2 separate regions of the Danio rerio genome follow, and region 1 is linked to region 2. A link is a contact called in public Hi-C data. All regions are on one chromosome and are shown on one strand. Each heading gives the region's core, a stretch centred on a gene start, on an enhancer-like site or on the middle of the called end of the contact. The rest is flanking DNA. Distances are from core to core; before and after follow the strand shown.

Region 1 (6,475 bases), core at 3,846-6,345, 170 kb before region 2:
GTTTTGGGAGCAATTAATTATACAGTCTAAGTAACTGAAAGCTGTGTGTTACAGTAAACACCTTTGTCGTTAAAAAAAAAAACACGTTCCATAGCAATCATTCAAATATTTCATGGTCTTGCACCACCACCCCTCAAACAATGTGTGATTGTCGGCAAGGACAATATAAGACAGACTAGGTCATCTGTTAGAGGTGATTGTTCAGTTAAACTTAAGAGAACTGCTTTTGGACAATCAGTTTTTTCAGTTAAAGCAGCAGAAAGATGGAATAAAATACCAGTGTATATCAGAGAGATCAGCACTTTTAATAATTTTAAAACTGTTCTTAAAATCTGGCTAAAACAAAATCAAATATGCAGCCACTGATTTGATTTCATTTTATTGACAATGATGTATTGTATTTATTGTACTGTAAGTGTATATTGTATTTGTTATAAGTGTTAAATTTGTTACTTCCTGCCCAGGGACTACAGATGTAAATTAGCTTTATAGCTAACTCTGGCACAACATGTCATGTTGTACATTGTCCCTGTATAAATAAATAAAGTAAATAAAAAAAATTCAATGAGAATGCAGAAAATACCTGATCCAGCAGAAGGAGCAGGTCATTCAGTGTGATTCCTATAAAAATGTTGTCTTTACAGATTATCAAACACTTTTTTAATTATGGAATACATATTAAGAAGTGGTCTATGTTGTTTGTTGGACAATTCATTGAGCTGTTTTTTTCTCTCACTCGAGAAACTCATCTCTTCATAATCAGCACAAAATAGCATTTTAGGTACTTTCAGACAGCACGGTCATAAATAGGACATACAGTTAATCTCAATTACCAGAAATATCAGTTATAATTTTAACTCTCCAGTTTGTCAAATGTACACATCTTTCAGCCTCTGAGGATCTAAAAATTTGTTCCTGCTGCTTTTGTAACCAAAATGAGCTTTATTCAGCAAGTGTGCATAAACACACACACAATTGTTTTGAGTGTTTACATGAGCTCAGGGTACATACATATCAACACAAGTACATTTAAATAAGTGTAAATATATAAATATCAAATATTTATCAGGTCATGTTTAAGAAACAAAGGAAATTTTCACAGTATTTCCTAAAATATATTTTCTTCTGAAGCAAATCTTATTTCTTTTACTTTGGCTGGAATAAAAGCATTTTTATTTTTTAAACAATCCTAGGGGCAATTTTAGTTGCCCTGTCCACCGAACAAATGATTGCCTATTTAACTTGTTTATTCTATAGTTAAGCATTTAAATTGCACTTTAAGCCGAATAGTGTCTTGCAAAATAGCAAGTAAAATATTATGTACTGTCATTATGTCAAACATTTCCATCTGATTAAAATTTTACAGAAGGGCAAATAATTTTTTTGGCTTTAACTGTTTGTAAATAATTTATATGCAATATGTATGTTGACATTTAACTGTACAAATAAGAAATAAACATTTATATACAAGTGTAAGTTTTAAAAATCTTATTTGAGTTTATTTGACTTACCTCAGCAGCTAACGCCTGGAAAATCCCACCTTGGAGTGAAACCAGTGCAGAAAAAACACCACAATAATACTTATTTAAAGGACTATGAAGTATATACAATCATCTTTTATGGCTAATAGTAAAAGCGAGCCAAATCCATTCTGCCTCCATTCTGATTATTTATTCATTCATTCATTTTCTTGTCTCTTTATTAATCCGGGGTTGCCACAGTGGAATGAACCGCCAACTTATCCAGCACGTTTTTACGCTGCTGATGCCCTTCCAGCCGCAACCCATCTCTGGGAACCATTCTGATTAATAATGTCTTTAATATGTGTAAATAAACATAGAAAGTTGATTTTAAATCTTGTTTCGTGTTCTACTGAAGAAAGAAATGCATCTGATTTGTGGAAAGTAAATAATTATTGTATTTATCATTGTGGGCAAACCATTTTTTTAATTAATAACAATAAACATTGAAAAACAATACACAATTATACATGAATTATTAGTCAGACAACATTAGTACTAAAGTGTTTTCTGAAGATAAACTTGGCATTTACTTTCTTGAGGAAATGATTTGAGAGAAACAAACAAACACAAGGGGGGTCAAACATTTATTTGGCCTAATCGTACAACATCTTATTAACACCTGGAAATGTTAGCAAAATAAAGAGTCAGAAAAAAAACTGTATGTACAGAGACTTAACAGAACAAAAATATATATTTGATAAAAGCAGTGGTTTAATTCCCCTTTGTCGTAAACTTTGAAATGTGTAGCTGGATCTGATTAAAACTGTAAAACATCATTAAAAACAGACTATAAGACTAAAACCTATATTCACTCGCCCAGATCTTCTCAAACCCCTACGGCTTTCAGGGCTAAAATTGGAATGTAGAGCTATTTAAACACTTTAAAAAAGTTTTTTTTTTTTTTGTATTTTCTTTCTTTTTTGTTTGTTTGTTTGTAGTTTTACATTGTCCTTAAACCATCTCCTAAGAGGACAATTTGTCATTTCCCTCATCAGCCCTGAAAAAATCAAGGATCAGATGAAGTTTGAAAGAGAAAAATGACTGAAAAGACTGTGAACAGGGAGCCACGCTCTTCCATCCGCTGCTCTCTTTTTTTTCCTCTGAGCCGGAAATTCCTTCAGTCGTTCCAATCCAAACACAGAGCACTTCCGGCCCGATTCCCAACAACAAAAAAAAAGCTCTCCACGTTTGGCACCACACTGACACCAGACCGGACGAAACCGCGAACCAGTGAACGTTATCAGCAAGGGTGGTAAATGTACTTTGTAGTAATGCTGTAACTTTAAGATTGTGGCTCAAGTCTCATATATTTATATATATTTATATATATATTTATATATTTCAATCTCAAAAAATAAAAAAAAGGATAAAGATAAAAGTCTAGGTTGCCACAGCGATATGAGATCACTCTGCAGCCGGCTCCGGGTCCGAAGATTCAGTGGGCGTGGTCTCTTCAACGGGGGCGGGGCTTTCCTCGGATTTTGTAGTCTCCTCTGTGGGTGCGGTTTCTGTTTGCTGGGCAGGCTCTTCAGCTTTGGGCTCCGCCTCTTCTACTTTGGGCTCCGCCTCCGCCTCAGGAGCTGGCGTCTCATTGGTTTCCGCCGCTGGCTCCTCCTCTTTGGTTTCTGTAGCGGCCTGGCCGTTCTCCTCGGGTTTATCTTCAGCGGTGGTGGGCGTGGCCACAGCCTCCGCTGCCTCCTCACTTGCCTTTTTATTCTTCTTTAGGGAAATGCCTTTGAATTTGAAAGAGTTCTTCAGTGAGAATTTCTTCTTCTTTTTGGTTTCCTTTGCAGCCTCGCCGTCAGATTTGCTGGCTTCAGCCTCTGTAGCGGGCGCGGCTTCAATGCCGTCTCCCTCCTCCGTTTTTGGGGCTTCATCCTTGGCGACCTCCGCGGTTCCATTTCCGTCCGCTGCCACTGCTTCTCCATCTGGCTTGGTGGATACATCTCCGTTAGTTTTCACATGGCCATTTTCCTGAAGAGAGAAGCAGAGGGAGCATAAGCCAAATGCATCTTGGCAAACACACACACACACAGAGGAGAAATATGCTTGTAAATGCTTGTTTTATAGCTATAGTAAATGCTTGGATTTATAGTATAGTTTATAGCACAACGTGTTAAGCATATGTTTTTTTTTATCTCAACATTTCTCTTCCTAGCATCATTTTTATCCAATACTATGTGATTCAAACCCAATTATAGCTTAGCTATTTGTTTAATTTAAGACATAAATGATAGCTCTAGTTAATAACACTGCAGTATTGGCTACACTTCAAAACTGAAATAAAATCTACGTACACAGTAATGTACACTAAAATGACTACAAATAAATACACATAGGAATCACTTTGTTTTGGTAACACCAAATATAGAAAGCAGTCAATTTAAAGTCAGCAAATGCGGTTCGGAGTGCTGTATGTAATCACATTACAGACAGAAGCAACACCCGGTTAAACCCAAAAGCAGAAGTGCATCATGTAATTCCACCTTTCATCCGCTAGAGGCAGTTTTGCTCCACTAAATAAAATCCACAGCTTAGAAAACCATCCACTACCAGAGAGAACAAAGAAAGGGGAGACCGCAACCCTAAAACGCCGTTTAAACCAACGCTTGTTGTTTCCCCTCTCTTGTATTTACAGGAATTTGGATCACACACCATTCAGGTGATGCTTCAGCCGAGCACTATACATTCATGAAACACGGTAATGTACTCTCCCTAAGTATTGGGGTGTTTAAATCACAAGCATGGACATATTCAAAATAATGCATTCAGTTCAATAATATAGACAAGAGCGTTCTCTTATTGTATTTAGAGGGGGAAGGGTGCATATGCATTAAGGGGGATGGGTAGAATGATTATTAATGAAGTACCAGAGGAATGGTCCATGCATTCACACACACACGCATGCATCGCATTGTTTGCAGATCAGCAGAAGCGCTGTGCATCATTTGCATGCAGCTCTGCAACCTTTTGTTCTCAATTCGGGTTTCTGCCAGTTTCAGCGCCAACACACAACCACAGAGTCTGTCTTGTAACTAACTAAATCAACTTTAAAAGCATTTTTTTTTAAAACAAAATCAAAATTAGACATTTATTTTGCATTAAATAAAATACACACCATTAGAAAAATCCAAAAACATCAGTAATGGGATGGCATTGTTGTTATAACAAATTAGTTTCTCAAAAAGAATATTAAAATTGATCACAAATACCGATATTTAATTCTCCTAAAATAAAAACTGTGTATTGATCGATACATTAATCATAAAAAACATTGAAATCTCTGAGAAAGCTGGTGGTCATAAATCCTCACCTGACCATTGGCTTTATCAGCCACGGCTTTTCCTTCCACTGTGGCTTCACCTTTAGTCAACTGAGCACCCATCCTCTTTGTGTCTTCTTCACAGAGTTCAAAAATGAAAATAAAGGCTGAAAAAATAACCCTGGGGGTCCTTCAATTCAGACCCACACAGTAAATGCGGTGAGCGAGGGTTTATAGATTCCTGATGTGTCTTTAATCTGCTGTGCTCAGCAGACAGAAAGGCTGGTTTCTGGTAGTAAATCCACACGGCTCTGCGGGGAGAGCAAACTAAGAGTTTCACAGCTACAAGTGTGAGTATTTGTCTGTGTGACTCCACCCAAACAGCTACGCCGCCCAATCTGCACAAGAGGGCTGGAGCTTCATCTGCCCCATTCAGCCACTATAGCGTTACACACACACTACTAGGGGCTTTATCTGGGATTTTATTGAGTTTATAAACAGGAAATGATTTCCTTTAAAAACTGTCGATTTACTGATATCTCAAACTCACTTTTGAAAAAGGGAGATGTTCATTATTTAATGGATAGTTCACAAAATTTACTCACTGTTTACACACCCTCTTCCAAATCTTTAGTTTCTTTCTTCTGTTGAACACAATAGAAGATATTCTGAAGAAAGCTGGAAACCGGTAACCATTGACTTCCATTTCCATTGTATTCATTTTTTTCTATGGAATTCAATGGTTACCGGTTTTCAGCTTTCTTCAGAATCTCTTCATTTAAGTTCAGCAGAATAAAGAAGCCCATAAAGTTTTGAAGCCACTTCAGGGGGAGTAAATAGTGAGTAAGTCTGAACTTTTTGTGAACTATCCTTTTAATGCGCAGCAAGTAGAGTATAATATTTAATTTATTTATTTGTTACAAGGTTTTCGATTGTTTAACAAAAAAATGCTACTTTAAATTTAATTTACATCTAAATGTTATGTCAAATCAGTTTACTTGATGATTCTTTGGGAAATGCCTGGCAAATCCTGAGTTTTCAGTGTTGAACTTGAAGTAATTTAGTTATTTGTACATTCAAAAAAAAAAAAACTTTTATTATGTAAAACTAATTAATAAATATTCTATAGTTTTTGTAATTGCTTTCTCAGTATTTCAAGTTGGTGGTTCAATCCGCAGTGGCAACTCCTGTTGAATAAAGAGACTAAGCCGTAGGTGAATGAATGAATGAATTGGTCTACAAAAACCCTCATTTTAAAAGTAAAGTTGATTTAATATGATCAACATTATCATTTGTTAAACATAATTAGACATTTAAGCAACCATAGGAAACTGGCTATCTTGCTATTAGCTGTGATTTTCATGTAATTGATTTTTTAAAGGTAATATACTAGCAATTCCTTGCTAGTTTTGAGTGTTAAATTTGAAGTAATATAATTAATTGTACATTTAAAAAAGATTATCATGTAAAGTCAAAGTTCATTAAATAAATCTTAGTATTATAATTTTTATTATTGCGTTTAAACATTTTTGGTGACATGTTGTCCTGCTGTTAATAAATTCCTGTAATTAATTTTATTTTCTGTCCTTTTAGTCTTTTGAGAAATTAAGAAAAGGAAACCCTGTGATGTCATCAAACAGGAAGTGACATCACTTTGGAGGGAAAACACCAGCTCCATCTTCAGTGAGTG
Region 2 (5,859 bases), core at 3,321-5,820:
ACTTAATTTTGCTTAAACGCTTTTATCTGTTATTCTTTTTCAGATGGATAATTGCGTGAAAATCAAACTTAAAGAATGCAATCTTGAGGAGTTAATCCCCACATTTGAAGGTATGTAATAATATTTTACTTGGTTCATTGTAATCATTAGGGCTGCCCTTGTCTAAACATTTGTCTGGTTGACTTGTAATGTTCATTTGAAGCATTAGTTGAATAATTACAGATTTATTAATAAACCATTTATTCATTAATTCATTTTCTTTTTGACTCAGTCCCTTTATTAATCTGGGGTCGCCACAGCGGAATGAACCGCCAACTTATCCAGCATATTTTTTACACAGCGGATTCATGCAGCATACATTGACTTTGCCAGTGTGGACTTTTTTTCTGCAACTAGTGGGTAGCACATTCGCCTCATAGCAACAAGGTCACTTGATCGATCCTTGGCTGGGTCAATAGGCCTTTCTGTGTGGAGTTTGCATGTTCTCCCCGTGTTCGCGTGGGTTTCCTCCAGGTGCCCCGGTTTCCAAAGACGTGGTAAAGGTGAATTAAGTAGACTAAATTGTCAATGGTGTATGTGTGTGAATGAGTATTTGTTTCCCAGTGATGGGTTGCAGCTGAAAGGGCATTCGCTGCATAAAACTTATGCTGGATATGTTGGTGGTTCATTCCATTGTGGTTACCCCAGATTAATAAAGCGACAAAGCTAAAAAGAAAATGAATGAATGAATAATAAATTTTTAGTTGACTAATGGTTATTCAATTATTAGGGGGCAGCCCTAGTAATCATTAGCCACTTCAATACTTTAAACTGAGAGATTGAACTCTAATGCCAATTTGTTTTTGTCTGGTTATTTTTTAAAATCTGCTGTTCATGCAACCAGTGACATTCTCTTGTTTTATTTTTAGCACAGGAGCGAACCTTTCCTCGTTTTTAGGTCAATTTGAATACAATTCAGAGGGTAAGGATTCAATTAAAGGTTTCTCGATGCATAATGATGCATTTAATGCATAATGATTGTCTTAGTTATTTTATTAACAATCAAAATGTTATTTTTATGTTTGTTATTAGGGTGGCATGGGGGTGCAGTGGGTAGTGCTGTCGCCTCACAGCAAGATGGTCGCTGGTTTGAGCCTTGGATGGGTTTCCCCTCCACAGTCCAATGACATGCGGTGTAGCTGAATTGGGTAAGCTGAATTGTCCATAGTGTGTGTGTAAATGAGAGTGTGATGGGTTGCAGTTGAAAGGGCATCTGCTGCGTAAAACATAAAAAGATGTCACCCAAGATGTTCATGTCATTCTTTCTTTAGTCAGAAAGATTTTTTTTTTAGGAAAATATTTCAGCAATTTTATCCATCTTGAACTGAGATTGTGCCTCATTTTTGAAGTTTTTAAAGAAAATTTAAATGCGGCTTCAAATTATACAAATACGGTTGCAAACAGTCCCAGCTCAGGAAGAAGGGTCTTATCTATTCTCATTAAGAAAACACAATTAAATACTTAATAATTTCAAATGCTCATCTTGCCTTACTATTACTTATTAAAAAAAGTTCCTTAGGCAAACCTGTTGTTGCATTGTCATCTTCACTCGGGCCAAAAAATTGCAGCATAGTGCCATGGTCAGTGGTTAACTAATGCCAACACTGGCTGATAGCTTGGTGTGTTATGGCCTTAATTGCTTCTAAAGGTATTTTAGGTGTTCTAAAGTTAACTCTAAAGATATTTAACTTTTACACTTTAGAGTCTTTAATAAATCTTACTTCTATTTATTTTTTCAGATTGGGACCAATATTGCTGAGTATCTTCATCCATTGAATTCAAGAATCTATTGAGTTTCCTCATGTTCTCATCCTTGGAGACCACCACTTCTTTCAAGCCTTTGCTCACGTGCTGTGCTATTTATTATTGCAAAGTACATTACTTGCCAAAGTGAACGTTTGCTATAAAGCATTCTACATCTTTGGTGTGAACTACCCCAAGCAGTGTTCCCTGGTGTGGCAGACTGTGGTTTATGGACATCCTGGGGAGGAGACACTAGCAGTAAGGGTTCTGCTAGCATTAATTTTTGCTGACAAACAGTAATCATTAATACTGTGACCTCACTGCTTCCTTGGATTCTGTGTTCTTTAACTTGTACTTTGGATTGTGGGGGAAAAGGAGCACCCAGAGAAAACCCACACGAACACGGGGAAAACATGCAAACTCCACACAGAAACACCAACTGACCCAGCTGAGGCTTAAACCACCGACCTTGTTGCTGTGAGGCAATCGTACTACCCACTGTGCCACCATGACACCCATTTCTAAAGAATAGTTTTAATAACTCATTTCTAATAACTGATTTCTTTTCTCTTTGCTATGATGACGGCACATAATAATGGACTAGATATTTTTTTAAGACACTCTACACTGCAGTTACATTGCAACTAATGTTTCTTACAGACTCTTTTATATCTCAGGATTGATGTTTGCACATGATTGTTCGAGTAAAAGTTAAAAAAAGTTTTCCTATTTCAAATTTGTTTTAAAATGCTTCCATCCTCAGGTTTCATTTTAACTTTTATATCTGTTTTTTCTTCAAAACTGCATTTACATTGAACTTGATCATCCTTACTGATGATTGCTTTATAGCTCATATATTGATGTTTGCACATAATTGTTAAAGGGAAAGTTATAAAATGTTTTCTTATTTTTTCTTAATATAAAATTTGTATTTTCTTAGTTTTTATTGTTTGTTTTGTTTTTTCAAGCTGTTTGATGCCTTTTCATTATTACTTTCACATATTTTTTTCTGCATTGCAGTTGATGATTTATATGAGAATATGTTGATGTTTGTGCTCAAATTACTTTCTGACTTCAGTCATTTAGATGCATTTTCATTATTACTTCCTTATACTATTGTTTTTTCTACTCTGCAATAACATTGCAATTGCCTTACTGATGATTCCTGATTTATAAATGATGCAAATGTTTTTGAATGTATTTCAAATATGCATTTTCTTAAGGTAATTTGTCTGATTTCAGTCTGATGCATTGTTACTGAACTTTAGTCAGTGTTTCTGTGATACAGTTTGATAAATTTTCACAGAAATCGTCTTAACAACCCTTTCAAAAAAAAAATTGGATTGCATTTCTCAACTGCTAATGTCGCTATTGAACACAATCAGTACATTTTAACACATATTATAATTTCTAAAATATCAACCTCTACCAAATGATTGATATGTATGTTTATGGTAAAAGTACCAGAATTATGAAAAATCTGAAAAATTATGTGTAAGACCAATAAAAAAAAAAAAAAAAAAAAAAATATATATATATATATATATATATATATATATATATATATATATATATTTAAAAGAAATATTTTGAACACTAAATCATCTTTTTTCTTATGACTTTAACAGTCATTATTTAAAACAGTAAAAACGAGGTCAACCATTTGGTAGAGCAGGCAGTCAAAGGGTTAATGCTGAGGTGCAGATGGGAAAAATCTCAAATTCATTTGGACACATTTTATCTTTTGTCATAAATAAAATTCCATTACTGAACAACTATGTATTGCTGTAGAATTTGTTTTTATTTTAGTGATTTTAATCATCAGTTTCTAGATTAAATTTCTGACCCATTTTGGGTTACATTCAACCCAGCAGTGTAGTAATTTTTAACTAATAGTTGGGTTAAAATCACAACCCAGCATGCTGGGTTAAACTTGTAACCCAACTTGCTGGGTTAAAGTAACCCAGCGTTGGGTTAGTCCCTTTTTTACCCAGCGCTGGGTTACCAAAACAACCCAAATTGGGTTGTTTTCAACCCAGCAGTTTTTAGAGTGTATATATATATATATATATATATATATATATATATAGCTCCTGAAAGTAAAGATCAAGGTCACCAGACATGAATATTTTAAACATATCTGTGGTAAGATGATGGAGGAGTCATTGAAAATGAATCCAAAATATCTTGATGAACTCCGGGAGTCCTGCAAGAACGCTTTCTTTGCCGTTCCAGATGACTTTATTAATAAGTGATTTGAGTCAGTGCAGAGATGTATGGATGCAGTCCTCCAAGCTCATGGGAGTAATGCACAATATTCATTCTGTTTCCACTGCAGCATGACTTTATATTCTATACTGGACATTATTTCTGTTCAGTGACAAAACTTTTGTCTAAGAAAAGTCAGACCTTACTGTCCTAATGAAATATTTAAAAATCAAGGCATGATCATATTTAATTTTGGTAAAATAAGCAAAATCTTGAGGCCTTTGCCTTTCATATAAGTCACTTCTGATACCAAAAGATCAACTAGAAGTCAAGTAATTACTTCTTGTCATTAAAACTAGGATATATGACAAAACTATATCAGGTAGTGTACTTCATATCATGAAATAAAAAAACCATTTAGAGCTGAATCAACAGAGATGAGTAAATGACAAATGTTTAACTTTGGGTGAACCATCTGTTTGAATCTCCAATGAAAGCTGCAGGCACATGCCTACACTGATTCCCTGTGTAAACACATTACAGCAGATGAAGCAGAACTTGATATGTGTAATAATCAAATACCATTTATTAGACTGGAAAAGATCCTGAAATCTCTGATCGCTGAATAGCTTTGAGGATAAACTCCATCTCTGAGCGGTTCAAAACAGCTTAAACTTCCCAAACACATTCTCATCTTTCAGAGCACTCGAGACACACACAATAGCCACGAAATCCTGGAAAAATGGTGTCTCTGCCTTCAGGGCTTAAGAGGAGAGGAAAAGAGACTCTTTGTATGCCATTCTCCACTGATTAGAGGAAGCATTCCCAGGATTCCTCAGTGGCAAACATGGGTCCAACGCCGCTGGCAACATTCCTATGCCCCCCATTCATGCTTTCATGAGATATCGTGGAGGAAGAAAAAACAGCGATTTGACACTAATATGAGGTCTGCAATCTATCAATAGTCTTTTAAAGTGACAGAGATTAAGAGAAAGCCAGTTTGGCATGCTGAAGAAGAAGAAAAAAAGCACCCAAACAGTGCAGTATAGTGCGCCAGTTCATGACTGACTCAAGAAATTCCAAAGCCTCGAATGTTGAAGAAAAAAGACTGATCTAATAAAATGTATGCCGGTCTGAGAAAAATGTCCACAAAGAAATACTTTTACCAAAATAAAGCATTAAAGCTTTAACCATTTCAGGGCTCGACAATAAGGACTGCCCGATGGCCCGGGGCTAGTGTGAGAGATGCTCGAGACAGTTGACAGAATCGTTACTGGCCCAATAGTGTCACTAAATTTCAATTTGTCTGCTACTATTTGTCAATTGCATGCAAATACAGTCTTAGAATCGAGAAACAGTTTGTGTTTTTTAGTCTTTGAATGCAACCTTCTCTGTGAAGTTGTAAACACCATATTGCATTTCGATTCCTCTTATCTGATTGGATCAGACAACATGCAACATGGCGGCAACATCAAAATATGAGGCTAAAAGAAAACGTATGGGTAGTGGCTGATAGGGCATCTGCTGCATAAAAATGTGCTGGATAAATTGGCAGTTCATTCCCCTGTGGTGACCTCGGATTAATAAAGGGACTCAAATATAGATAGACAAGAAAATGAATGAATGAATTTAAGACCATTATTATTAGCCCCCTTAGCCATATGTTTTTTTTATTGTCTGCAGAAGAAACCAACATTAAACAATGACTTGCATAATTACCCTAATAAAGCCTTTGAATCCCACTTTAAGTTGAATGCTTGTATCTTGAAAAATATGTAGTAAAATATTATGTGCTGTATTCATCAATTATTAGAAATGAGTTATTAAATCTATTATGTTTAGAAATGTCTTGAAAAAAACTTCTTTCTG

Evidence for each region. A called contact is a pair of places that touch in the nucleus more often than the background predicts.
Region 1: a Hi-C map of embryo shows a contact between it and region 2, with 2.4 times the contacts expected there. The contact joins the promoter of marcksl1a here to the enhancer-like site in region 2. A contact is called at or near these places in 4 of 18 Hi-C or Micro-C datasets (caudal fin and embryo) and 3 of 4 datasets of contacts at active chromatin or transcription factors (caudal fin, embryo and gastrula embryo).

The regions. Positions count from the first base shown.
Region 1 is chr13:49,757,284-49,763,758 of GRCz12tu, reverse strand. It overlaps marcksl1a (MARCKS-like 1a), which reads right to left and starts at 5,095. Exons shown (of 2, transcript NM_213133.1): 1 at 4,837-5,095; 2 at 2,091-3,497. The coding sequence starts at 4,908. The coding sequence ends at 2,928. It overlaps LOC103912037 (a long non-coding RNA gene), which reads left to right and starts at 3,180. Exons shown (of 6, transcript XR_012388934.1): 1 at 3,180-3,574; 2 at 4,162-4,224; 3 at 6,379-6,468.
Region 2 is chr13:49,592,227-49,598,085 of GRCz12tu, reverse strand. The region is part of intron 1 of LOC137487442 (a long non-coding RNA gene); the gene reads right to left. LOC103912036 (a long non-coding RNA gene) reads left to right here. Exons shown (of 5, transcript XR_012388932.1): 2 at 44-110; 3 at 914-961; 4 at 1,072-1,187; 5 at 1,779-2,980. Among named protein-coding and RNA genes, the nearest start is that of bsdc1, 34 kb to the right of the region's middle. Within about 2 kb of position 4,570, at least 7 of the 62 cell types and tissues checked have an H3K27ac peak or open chromatin away from gene starts, as enhancers often do.